Linked DNA regions of Gossypium hirsutum: region 1 is linked to region 2. A link is a contact called in public Hi-C data. All regions are on one chromosome and are shown on one strand. The core of a region is the stretch at or near the end of the contact, and the rest is flanking DNA. Distances in the headings are between cores, read along the strand shown. Region 1 holds the start of LOC121232203. Region 2 holds the start of LOC107954126 (OVARIAN TUMOR DOMAIN-containing deubiquitinating enzyme 6).

Region 1 (6,617 bases), core at 3,040-5,539, 150 kb after region 2:
GCAATGTTCTGGTCCCGTAACTGTCTCATGCCAAGACCTCCACACCACTTGGGTTGGATATAGAGTCCCAACTAACTAGAGAGATCTTTTTCTTGCCATCGGAGGTCCCCCAAATAAAACGCCTGACTAGGCATTCAATCTCCTCACAAATCTGCCTAGGAATCATCATAGATTGCATGAAATAACTAGGAATGGCTAGAAGAACAGACTACGCTAAAGTAACTCGTTCGGCAAAAGAAAGTTGACGAGCATCCCAACTTTGAAGCTTCTTGAGGACTTTCTCAATCACAAAATGAATGGTGCTATTGGTGACTCTCTTATGGAAAAGAGAAACTTCGAGATACCGTCCAAGATCATTCACCTTTTGAAAACTGAGCAAATTGCTTAGCTGATTAGCCAAGGATTCTTCAACACCTTTGGAGAAGAAAATATATTAGTTTTCCTAGGATTAACCTTATGTCCTGAGAGCTCACAAAAATCATTCAGAATTTCTTTTAAAATCTTCCCATGTTCATCTGCTTTACAAAAAATCACAAGGTCATCGGCAAAAAAGAGATGTGAAAGATCTGGCCTCGAGCGAGACAGCCTTATAGGTTTCTAGCTTCCTTTGGATAAAGCCGACCTAATAGAATGCCCTAACCATTCCATACAGAGTACAAAAAGGTATAGAGAAAGAGGACAACCTTGTCTAATCCCCCTAACAGGTCTAAATTTGGCCGTAGGAACACCATTCCACAAAACCTACATGGTAGAGTTAGAAATGGCAGAGATAATAACATTTGAGAGATAATTAGGGATACCTGCCACTTGAAGAAAAGCATCAATAAAATCCCATCGCACTCGGTCATATGCTTTTTCCAAATCAATTTTTATCACCATCCACTTCTGACTCTTGCAGCTCTTCATCGAATGAATCACCTCTTGTGCAATGACAATATTATCGGTAATATTACGTCCAGCAATAAACCCCGCCTGTTCCTGCGCAATAATTTTGGGAAATATAATCTTAAAACAGTTAGCTATTACCTTCATTACCAGGTTGTAGAGGACAGAGCAAAGACTTATAGGGCGGAACTGAGCAAACTCCTCAGGATTCTAAATCTTGGAAATAATGACAAGCAGGGTATTATTAAGCCCAGCATCAATAACCCCACCGTTGAAAACCATTTTTACCCAGTCATAAATAGCTGGCCCTACCGTATCCCACTGTTTCTGAAAGAAGATAACATGAAAACTGTCGCTACCCGGAGCTTTTAAGGGAGTTATGTCAAACATAGCTCTCTTAATTTCCTCATCAGTGACCATTCTTCCTAAAAAATCACTATCAGTAGAAGCAAGTTTAGGGAACCTGCTAGGAGGCAAGGATCCCATGGGACCAGGATTTTCTCTATATAATTTTTGGAAAAAATTAAAAGCTTCCAATTCAACAACCTTAGGGTCAAATAACCAATCACCAAGAGAGTCACGAATGGTAGAAATACGATTATTTTTCCGCCTCTGCAAAGTGCGAGCATGAAAAAACTTAGTATTTTTATCCCCCAGATGAAGCCAGTCACAAGGAGCCTTTTATTTGCAGAGAAGTTCCTTATGGTGTAACACATTTTCCAACTCGTTTCTTATTTTCATTTCAACATGAGCTAAATGAGAAGAACCTAAAAAGTTTATTTTCTTCTGAACGGTAGACAACTGGTGAATCAGGTTCCTCTTACGAGTAGTAATATGACCATAAGTGTTCTTATTCCACTATTTGAGATTCCCGGTAAATTTATCTAAAGAAGCAGACATGTTCTCTTGAAAGACCCATTGATTTCTCACAAGATTTCCAAAGTCAGGATGTTCAACCCATCTTGCTAGGAATCAAAAGAGCCTTCCCTTAGGCAATGTAAAATTAGAACTACAATTGAGGAGAAGAGGACGGTGATCAGATTTAATTCTCGGAAGATGAGTAACTAAGCTATTTGGAAAAAAAATTACCCAAGCCTCATTTCCTAAAGCACGATCCAATCTCTCAAATAGATGACCCTTGTGCCACGTAAAAGGAGGTCCCCTAAAATCCAAATCATGAAGGTTAGACGAGTCCACAAAGTCACAAAAATAGGGACACCTCTTTCCGATTGAAAGGCCACCATTTTTCTCATCAGAAGAAAGAATAGCATTGAAGTCTCCAATCACCATCCATGGAGTTTGCCTAGCAGGAATAGTAGCTTTCAAATCATGCCAAAGATCTTTTCACTTCTGATGATTAGGACTCCCGCAACCGAAACCGATCAAAATTAGAGTGGACAAAGAATTATGCCAAATCCGAATAATAATGAATTGGGGATGATTTTGTAAAATCTCCACTTTAACAGACTTGTTCCAGCCAATCTAAATGCCTCCAACATAGCCAATAGCCTTCACACGATGTGAAAATTGAAACCCTAATTTTGCAATAATTTTATCTGCCTTAGATCCATTAACTCTGGTTTTCAACAAGCTAATAATATCGGGTTTGTACTCCATATTATACTCGTAAAAAATAGAGGAAATCTGGCATTGGCGCAACCCTGACAATTCCAAGAAAAAATCGAGAGATTCATAATTAATAGAAAATAGAAAAGAAACCATACCATTACTGTCGGGAGTCGATCACTCCACTAGGTTCACATTCAACAGGTGATTCCATTTTATCTCCCTTCAAAAGGTCAGAGGATATAAGCTTCACCACCTCTTTCATTGAATCGGCTAAAGAAACCCGCGAGTTTTCAGAAGTTTTAAAACGACTCCCACAACCTTTTAAAGCATTACTATTTTTACGCCCTCCTCTAGTAATGCCAAATTTTTCATTACTATTTCGACCTTTATTATCCGTTTTACCTGCATTCATATGCTTAAAAGGACTACCTTTAGATTGATCAGAGGAATTAAAAAAAATTTTAAAAGTGACAGCAGAGTGTTTCTCATGGTCCAAAATGTTATCAGTCAGCTGAACCTCAACTTTTACTGGGCCTTCAAATGCTGGGTTGAAGTGTGCCTTAATATCACCCGATTTACTAGCTTACGATTTTGGGTCACAATCATTTTCAAAGTTACCTGCATTTAACAAAACAGCCCCAAGTTCTTGATTAGTCGGGAATCAATTAAGATTTGGAAAAACCTAGGTCTTTTCGGTATTAGGCCACACAAGAGAGGCCTGTTTGTCACTAACGACCATAAAAAGAGGCGACGGCCTGTTTGACTTTTCCACCGCTCCATTAGCGTGATTGCCCGTGGTCCCCATACTCATAGGACCAATAGATATCGAAGGGACTTCTTTAGATTGATAGGCCTGCTGACGTGATCTATTTAGGTGTTCTTTAGGCGATGGCCCAACTAGAGACCCATTCGACGTACTATCATTTAATAGAGGCTTTTCAGCCTTATTCTGTCATTACCATAGCCCAAATGAGCTCCCTCCCCAATACGTTTAGCTTCTGAAATAGTTATATTAGTTTGGGCTTCCAAATCCAGGTCCAAATCATAAGTCTTCTTTTGAGCTCCTAAACCAATGTCCAAATTTTTAGCATTATTAATATGCGGGGAAGGCAAAGATTTAATAAACTCTTCTTCTCTAGAATCAAGAATGGACACATCAGATTCCACCGCTTGAAGATTTAGTTCCCTTAAATCTGTTAACATCTCCTTTTCACCACCCGTCTTCTCGCCTTCAACGGTAAGGGCATTAAATCGAGAGCCTAACCTTCCTTTTCCAGCATCCATATCACCAGAATCACGAGTATTCCCTGATCTTCGGCGGGATTTACACTCCACCAACATCCACGGTCTGAAAGCTGGTTCAGAGATCTTCCCCGGTTTGTCCTTTTTACTGTTAGGATCACCATCGGCCACCACTTTGTCACTGACTTTGTCCGATGTTTCTTTTGACAAGGAACACAAGTCCTTCACATGCCCGTATTTTCCACAGGTAAAGCAAACCGTTGGTAAGGCCTCATAAACCACCCGTTGCATTTCTCTATTAACACAGATTTGAGAAATAAGAGGTTTATCCAGGTTGATAAACAAAGCCATCCTAGCGAATCTGTTCCTAGTTCTATTATTGGTCTTAAAATCAAACTTTACAACCTTACCGATCAGACTTCCAATTGCTTCGAGAATCTTTCTTTTGTACATAAACCCTGGTAATCCAGATAACCTGATCTAGGCCATAACTACACCTGGGTATGGTTGAAGGGGAAAGAAATCTTTTGTCCATGGCTGGACTATCAAATATTGCCCAAAATTTATCCATGGTCCCTGTGTAAGGACATTGTCATAATCCTCCTTGTTTTGGAATTTAGCCAAAAAATACACATTCTCAATACCCATTAATTGGAATGGTTGTATAGGTCTCCAAAGGCTACTGATTCGATTAAAAAGAACACTATAACTGATATTTCGCCAAGTAATCTTAAGACTACTGTCATCTCTATCTCCTTATATAAGATTTCTTTAACACGATCAGAGAACTCAATTGTTGGAATGCCATTAATAGTGGACCTTATAATATCATCGTCTAACAGAATAAAATCTTCATCACTTCCCCCCTCAAATCCCGCGACTTCCTGACTAGTCCCAGACGAACCAGCCTCAAAAAGTTTATCTTTCCACGACATTGCCGCATTCAAATGTGGATCAAAGTCCACAGCCATGTCCACAGAAGCCCCATCGGAAACATCTTTAAACCTAACTTTCTTGGCATTGCGATCTTCAGATAGCCGCGAACCGTCATCACCATCGGAAGCTTTCAGAGAGTTTTCCATGCTATCTTCGAAGTTGGGTTAATTTGAATTTTACTCCTTTTCCCTTTTAGGCTAATGGGATAACAATATTCAATTTTTTCATTGAATTAATGTCAAGAGTGCATCGAGTACTAATTAAAAGAATTTTTATTTGATAATATATATCATATTAAGACCTTTTTTTATATATTTTTAAAAACAATTTGAAGTAAACTCAAATTTAATGGATAAATGGTGACTACGTACCAACATTAACATCCTAAAGCCCTGGATTTTATGGATTAAATTAAAGTTTGATTTAATTTTTATAAATATATTTTTACATGCGTGTTATAATTTAATTTTATTTATGAAATTAACAAAAACTAGGTGTATAATACATTAAAAATAAAATTAAAATCAATAAATGTTTTGAGCTGCTTAAGGAGACATCAAATTACAAATTGGTTTGAGTGTACCGGTAAAAACATAAAAGAAAAAGATTTAATGATAAATTTAGTCACTAATGTTTGCATGTTTTCTCAAAATGATCTTAATTATATTTTTGAATATTTTTGGCCATCAACTTTATTTTTTTAATCTATTTTTTAATAGATTTAATGAATAAATTCAAAGTTCCAATTTTTTCTTTTTTTGTAAGAGATTTCAATCTTTCGTACGTTGTTTAATGAGAAGTTTTTTTATTAAGTTAATTCTTTTAGATAATTATACTTATTTTCTTTAAACTAAGAGTTGTTTTTAATTTAATATTTTATTTTTTTATTTTATTATATAATTATTTTATTAGATTATCTAAATAATAAAATATATTTCATTACAAATATTTCACATATAAAATTATACCTCATCTTCATTAACTTTTTAACTATACTTTTATTAAATGTGTTAGAAAAATATATTAAAAAAATTGATGATAAAAAAACTCAAAAATTAAATTAAAATTAATTTAATAAAACAAACAAACTTACTGACCAAATTTATCATTAACCAAAGGAAAAAGGAAGCGAAAAGTTGAACCTTATCGCAACGTCAGTTACATGCACTTGCACGCAACGCACGCACAACTGACACAGAAATCCCTACTGTCACCCCCTCACATACATTGTAAATAGTCCCCTCTCAGACCCACAGAAAAATGTGAAATTGGCAAAAAGCATTCAAACCATTTGCCACTAAAAACAAACCAAATTTGCACCTTTTATTTTATTCAAAACATGGTCTCTCAATTCTTATAACCTACCATCTTCCCCAAAATCAGAAACCGTAAATCAAAACTTCGAGGAGAAAAAAAAAGGATCAATTTTTGTTTTCTCAGTTTCTTTGCGATATTACGATATGGGGTTTTTAAGATCTGTGAAGATAAGGGAAGTTTGGTCGGATAATTTAGAATCAGAGTTCGAGCTGATCAGTCGGGTAATTGATGACTTCCCTTTCGTTTCCATGGACACTGAATTTCCAGGTCTTGTTTTCAGACCAAAAGTGGACCCCACTAAGACTTACCATGAACAACTCCTCCGACCCTCCGATCATTACAAGATCCTCAAATCTAACGTTGATGCTCTCAACTTGATCCAAGTGGGCCTTACTCTCTCCGATTCTTCAGGTAACCTGCCAGTTCTCGGAACCGACGACTCTCAGTTCATTTGGCAATTCAATTTCTGCGACTTCGATGTGGAGCGTGACCTCACGCCCCTGATTCCATCGAGCTTTTGAGGAGGCAAGGGGTTGATTTTGAGAAGAACAAGGAAAACGGGATCGACTCGGTTCGATTCGCTGAGTTGACCATGTCCTCTGGACTCGTATTCAATGACTCAGTGAGTTGGGTGACCTTCCACAGCGCATATGATTTCGGGTACCTGG
Region 2 (6,541 bases), core at 3,813-6,312:
ATACTTTCTTAGGATTTGGAGGAATTTCATGAAACCTGGTTCACACTTGAATGATTGTAAATGCTGGTTTTTTATTACTTTTCTTGATAATTTGAATCCATATTTGACTGATTACAGTATAAAATTTGGTATCTTTTGTTGCATGCTGATTATTTCGTCTGGTACTTACTGATGGTTTGATGGGTTTTTTTTCTAGGGATGGTCCTTTGCTAGTTGTTGCATCAGGAAGAGACACCATTTCAGTTGCAAGTTCTATAAGACGTTTGGCCTCGGAGAATGTTTTTGTCATTCAGGTTTGTAATGGGCCTTAATTTGGTTTCTACTTTTATCCTTCCTAGCATGGGTCACCTTTATTTTCTATTTACGAGTATGCTGGAAAAAGAGGAAAAAGTTACCTCCTGCTCCATTATGGTGATATAATCAATGTGTCATGTCTCAATTCATACATTCCTAGGCTTTATGATGAACTTAGAATGAGTTTACTAGAAATAATGAAGATTGAAATTTGCATTACTGAAAAGAATCATGCTCTAGAAAGCCGCTTAAGTGTTTATTTGCAAAGTTCTCTCTCTCAATCTTGCATCTCTGTGGTATCTACAGTCTATCTTACTCTCTCCTTGTTCTTATGCCATCCTTAGTTGCTTTTGATCTTATATCTTAACATAAATTGGATTTTTTGTTGCATATTGTTATTTAACTTGTTTGGCATGTTTCCAGATTATGATAGCATTATTTGGTTGTTCTATATCTAAATATCAGTTTTTGCAATTTCCTTACGTTGCAGATACAACATCCTAGGTCACAGTTGAATAGGTTTGATTTGGTGATCACCCCTCGTCATGACTTCTATCCATTAACTCCTCAAGCTCAAGAACAGGTTCCTCAGTTTCTTCACAGGTGGATTACTCCGCGTGAACCTCCTGATAGGCATGTGGTATGTATTGTCAATCTATATTACTACTATTTGCGTACTTGTAGGAACTCTAGCTTTTGGTTAAACTTTTAGTTTCTATCTACTGCTGAAGATAGGTTTGTTGTCAACTTTTTACATCAGATACTCACTTTGGGAGCTCTACATCAAATTGATTCAGCTACACTTCGCAGCACAGCTGCTGCATGGCATGATGAGTTTGCACCTCTGCCAAAGCCCTTACTAGTGGTTAACATTGGCTGGCCTACAAGTAACTTTTCATCTTGCTTTGAGACTTGTTTTTACAGCCTGCCCCACCATATTTGGAGCTTGCTTTTTTCTCTTATGGATTTGTACATTTGATTTGTCTGATCATAGTCTTTATGGTTGCCACTTTGCAAATAATATTCAAACTTGGTCTCTTCATCCTCCTTTTTTTTGCTTTATATATAAAATTTCATGATGCTGAACATTTTACATGGTGGTAATTCTTCATGAACTTCGCTTAGGTTGTAGTTTTTGGTTATTTTATTTTTCCTTGAAAAGGAAATAAGAATGACTTGGAGCATGGTCAATTTTTCTCTTAATCTCCAATAAATACCTGGATTTTGGTGTAATTAGATACTCAAATGAAGATTCTTTTTTGTTTTTTCCCTCTGCTATTTCTTTTAACCCTATGCTTTAATGTTTTATTTGTATGTTCATCTGCTTTCTGGTTTTCTCTGCAGGCCACTGTCGATATGGTGCAGATCTTGCAAAGCAGCTAACTGCTTATCTTCTCAATATCCTTTCAAGCTGTGGCACTGTCCGAATATCCTTCTCCAGTAGGACGCCTGAAAAGGTTTTAATAAATGACAATTCACTCATAATTTCTTTCTTTTCTTCTATGATGACTAAGATTATGTAGTTTTTACCATCAACTTGGCTGACAGGTATCAAAGATTATTGTGAAAGAATTTGCTGATAATCCAAAAGTTTACATCTGGGGCGGTCAAGGTATATTCAGTTGATTAAATTTAGTTTACAAGTGAAGTATAGATTGTATTTAATGAGATTTATATATCTATCTTCAGAACCAAATCCACATATGGGGCATTTAGCTTGGGCAGATGCTTTTGTCGTCACAGCAGACTCGGTTAGTCTGATAAGCGAGGCTTGCAGTACTGGGTACGATCATTCTTTACTGATATTGTTGAACATGTTGAACCCTCTGGATTATTTATTTTATTGTGTGAAATTCGGAGTTAGAATCCACTTTTGGTTCCATGCAGGAAACCTGTCTATGTTATGGGGCCTGAGCGTTGTAAATGGAAACTATCGGACTTCCATAAATCTTTAAGGGAACGAGGTGTGGTTCGGCCATTTACAGGTTCTGAAGATGTAAGTAAATATTCAATGGCATCCTTTCATTTACTTTTATTCCATCCCTTTACCGTTAGACACAGTTTCACAAGACTGGATGAAGTTACATTTACAGCTAACCACGAGATTGAGCTGAACCTAGTTCCTAACCAATTTTCTGCTCTTTCGACCTTTATAACTGGATTATATTGAGTAACGGAAGCTCTTCCGGTATTAATTATATGAATTAATTCCCTGGTTGTCTTTTAGATTGCAGAAAGCTGGAGCTATCCTCCCCTCAACGACACGGCAGAAGCAGCAAGTCAGGTGCGTGAAGCACTTGCTGAGCGTGGATGGAGGGTTCGGCCATAAATGAAGGTGTCGATAGTTGTTGTTGTAAGCACACTATTGATTTCCTTATTTTTGAAACTTGAAGCCTTAAGATTTGGGTTTGTTGAATAGCATATAAAAATACCACCTTCAAATTCATTCTTCCCCATTCAGGGATTTTCAAAATACTGTTACATGTAGAACAAAGGCCTTAGCTATTTAGAGCGGCTTGTAAAGCATGAAGAGGAGGGACAAGCATAAATTTCTTTTATTTTTGGAAGAGTTTGATTTACACACCTGAAAAACAGATCTGATGAAATGAAATTTGATAACATGTCATGCCAACAACATCCCTTTGTGGTGCTATAAATGTGTATTTTTCCTACTGTCATTTTCAATTTTTAATTTGCAAGTGGAAGAGTGTTGTTTTCACATGGGTTAAGCATGAGGCATTCCATAGATCTACTTCATCACAACATTGTGTTCTTTCCTGGGAAAATCTTAGCATTATTTGTTTTCATAAACGTAGTGCATTTGTTCACAGCTCTGGGATTGTTTGAACTTCATGCTGATTTTGCTTATGGTAAAGATTATAGGGGTATCATCCAGATATATTACATTACAAGCTACTAGAAAAAATTCAATTTCAATTTAATTATCATATTAAGCGTGAACGTTGTTAGCGATTTAGTTTAATTGAGCATTTCAATAGTTATTCCAAATTGATTCGCGTAATTTTACATTTTTTATGATAAATGTACAATTTCATTTTTGGAATATAAATATATATATATTTTGGATTTTAAACATTTTCAAGATTGGTAATTTCTTATTTTCAAGTACATAAAGGTAATCTTATTGGTGTGTCTTTCTTTCTTAATCTTACATTTCAATTTGAATATTTGCCCATTACTTTTATTATTATTTTTTATATCATTTTATATGTAAAAAGAAATGTAACTTTGATTAAAAACGGGATTTCACTTTTAAACACTTTTTTTATACACTATTTGGGGTAGGGATGGACACAATTTGAATATGTGTTAAATGGGTATCTAACAAGATAAGGATGAGGTAATAGAGTTTGAATTTATACTGAACGGATGTCTTGCAAGAGTTTTAATTGTTGCTAAATATAAGTCAAAACACTTTTAAGTACCATTTTACCACCATGTTTATTATTAATTATTATATTATTTAAAATAGTATTTTGATCTTTCAATAATTTTAATAACCACTTTTGATGAATTATTATATTATGAGTTTATAAATTTATTGAAACATCATATATTTACTTATTAATATATAACTTATAACATATTTATTGTAAGTTATAGTTTACCTATAATAATATAACATAAGTTTAGAAAAACTTTTGAATCGAAGAGAATATCCTTTATTTTTCATAATATTATCAAATTGATATTTAAAAATAATTATAATATAATATACAACAATAGAAAAAGAATTATCTATAAATTTAAATTTATAAATAAGATATAGCATAAAAAAAAGGGCAAAGAAAATTGGGAAAACAAATTTGCCATCCCACGTTTTATTATTGTACCTTTATCTAAAATAAAGTTTATTTTTGGATGAATTTTGTTTTCCAGGATGGAGTTTTGTAGATACCAAACTCACTGCTTTCATTGCCCTTTTCTTTTGCCTTTGCTTCAGTGCTGTTTTTATGAGAATTGTTCATTTGAAAAATATATTTTATTTTCATTATATTATTAATTTAGATTAAATTATAATAATCAAACTAACTAAATTGGTATTTACAAAATATGATTATCTTATTAAATTGATATTTTAGTATAAAATTAAAATAATAAAAGAAATTCACATGAATATGAAAGAAATCTTATACTACTTAATTACTGATTGACTAATTAAATTCATAAGACAACTTGTTAATTGAATTAGGAATATAATTAATAATTAAACAAATTCATTCAACAATCAAACAAACATGGATACAAAAGAAATTTTATAGCATTTTAATTAAACTAACAATAATTAATAATTAAACCATAAGACAACTTTTTTATATTACAAGTCAATTATATTTTTAAGATAAAATAGCATATGGATAAAATAAAACTCTAACCATCTTAATTAGTATTATAATTATATATCAATTAAAATTTTATCTTTAGATTTATAAATAATATCTAATCAAGTAGCATTTAAAAAATTTACTGATAAAAAATAAAAATTATTCATTTTAAAAATAATAATAATTTAATAAAAATGGCCATAATCACATCTTAATAAATATATTATATTTTAATAAAAACAGTGCAAGATAAAAAAAAAAAACAGATTTAATATCCGCCGGAAGAGAAGGTTTGATGTCACTAGCTCGCCTGACACGGAAAAGAGAAGTTACCCGATCATTAGTAGCCACGTCACTCTCGTAATTTTCACACGTGTTCCACGACAGCAGAGTAAGCCAAGTAGGCACGTGTGGAATTCATGAGGGAGGAGCCAGCACGTCGTCCGCGTCATCACTTTCCCCAAACGGTGGTCTTGCCTCCGATCCGACACCTCCTTTCTAATCTATCCCATTTTCTCTCTCTATCAATAAAAGAAGAAACAACATTTTCAATTTCCATTTTTCCTTTGTTTGCTTTCTTCCTCTCTCTTTTCTCTCGCTAAATACTCTCCTTTGCCTTCAAGTTATCTTCTTTTCGGCCTCGCCTTTATTCAAAAACCCTAACATACGACCTAATACCCCATCCCCCCCTATTTTTTATTTTTTTGTATTCATCTCTTATTTTGCAGATTTTAGCTGGGTCTCCAAACCTCCTCTCCTCCTTCCTTTGCAGGTGATTTTTCCCTTTTCCTTTTATTTCTTGCTCAGTCAAAGTTGGGTTTCTACTATTTCATGGTTATATTGCATCTCTCTCTCTCTCTCTCTAAAAAAATATTATTCGGTTTTTGACTTCTGGGTCTTTCTTGGTCGTTGGTGAGGTATTTGATTATTTTCTGTTTTGGAGTTTATTTTATTATGTTGTTGCCATTTTGCCTGCTTGATTGGTCTAAGAAATGGTAGGAAAATATAAAGAAACGAGAAGCTTTCGAGTATTTTAATTTTAGACAACATTTTGGTTCTAACCAGGAAGCCAAATTAGTTTATTAGGTCCCTCCCTTTCAATGAATCCTTGTTTTTTTTTTCTTATTTACTTTAATTATGTGGTATGTAACAAAGGGTTTTTGGTTCATAAGATGATCTTAAAAATTTCCTACCTCGTCTTGGAAACCAAACAATGTTCTTGGCTGATAAAGTTTTCAGTCTTTGGTTGATATTTTCTTGGAAATTTTGGATGGTTGTTGGTTGCAGCTTGGGCGCTTTTGGGAATTTTTCTGGGTACAATATTTCGAGTAATTTGAGGGTTTTATTGTTTAAAGTTCGAGGTCTGGGTCTCATGAGACTTGTCAGGGGAATGCAGAGATTGTTTCTTGATGTGGTGAACGTGCTGGGCTGGAAGAAATCCTTCAGCCAAGGGATTGGCGTTACTGTGCCCAAGGCAAGAACTCGCGACAAACCTATGAGTAGGGTTTTGAATTTCTAAATTTAAGGGGTTTTGAAGGGAAGAATTAGGACAGAGTATCTCACTGAGAATAGTTATCATCAAAAGCTATGACTCGCATTTTGGTTCAAAGAGGTTCCACTGGCAGCTCTTCTTTGAATCTGAGCCGCTCTTCTTCCTTGCCCGGACCATCTGTTTTTTTTTACTCATCAAGTTCCTTCAGCTGCAAAAGATGGGGAGGTTAATGAGGAAGTGTCAGAACTAGTTGCTTCAGATGAGCATTTAGAGTGTTCCAGGAGTAGTGAGAATAAGGGTGTGAAAGATGATCCTTTGGTAGAATATTTGCGAAATGATCGGAATGAAACTTCAAGTGATGCAATTGCTGAGGCTGAGAAAGTGAACACTCTTGCTGCCTTGGGTTCAT

Evidence for each region. A called contact is a pair of places that touch in the nucleus more often than the background predicts.
Region 1: a contact with region 2 is called in a Hi-C map of leaf, with 3 times the contacts expected there. The contact joins the promoter of LOC121232203 here to the promoter of LOC107954126 in region 2. A contact is called at or near these places in 3 of 34 Hi-C or Micro-C datasets (callus and leaf).

The regions. Positions count from the first base shown.
Region 1 is chrA07:21,053,690-21,060,306 of Gossypium_hirsutum_v2.1, forward strand. LOC121232203 reads right to left here and starts at 4,290. Exons shown (of 2, transcript XM_041117749.1): 1 at 1-4,290. The coding sequence starts at 4,149. The coding sequence ends at 3,379. It also overlaps the pseudogene LOC107953165.
Region 2 is chrA07:20,902,936-20,909,476 of Gossypium_hirsutum_v2.1, forward strand. It overlaps LOC107954126 (OVARIAN TUMOR DOMAIN-containing deubiquitinating enzyme 6), which reads left to right and starts at 5,063. Exons shown (of 9, transcript XR_005930487.1): 1 at 5,063-5,412; 2 at 5,928-6,541. LOC121232199 (mitochondrial fission protein ELM1) reads left to right here. Exons shown (of 10, transcript XM_041117741.1): 3 at 197-293; 4 at 785-934; 5 at 1,055-1,181; 6 at 1,639-1,751; 7 at 1,843-1,906; 8 at 1,984-2,077; 9 at 2,182-2,290; 10 at 2,522-2,929. The coding sequence ends at 2,623.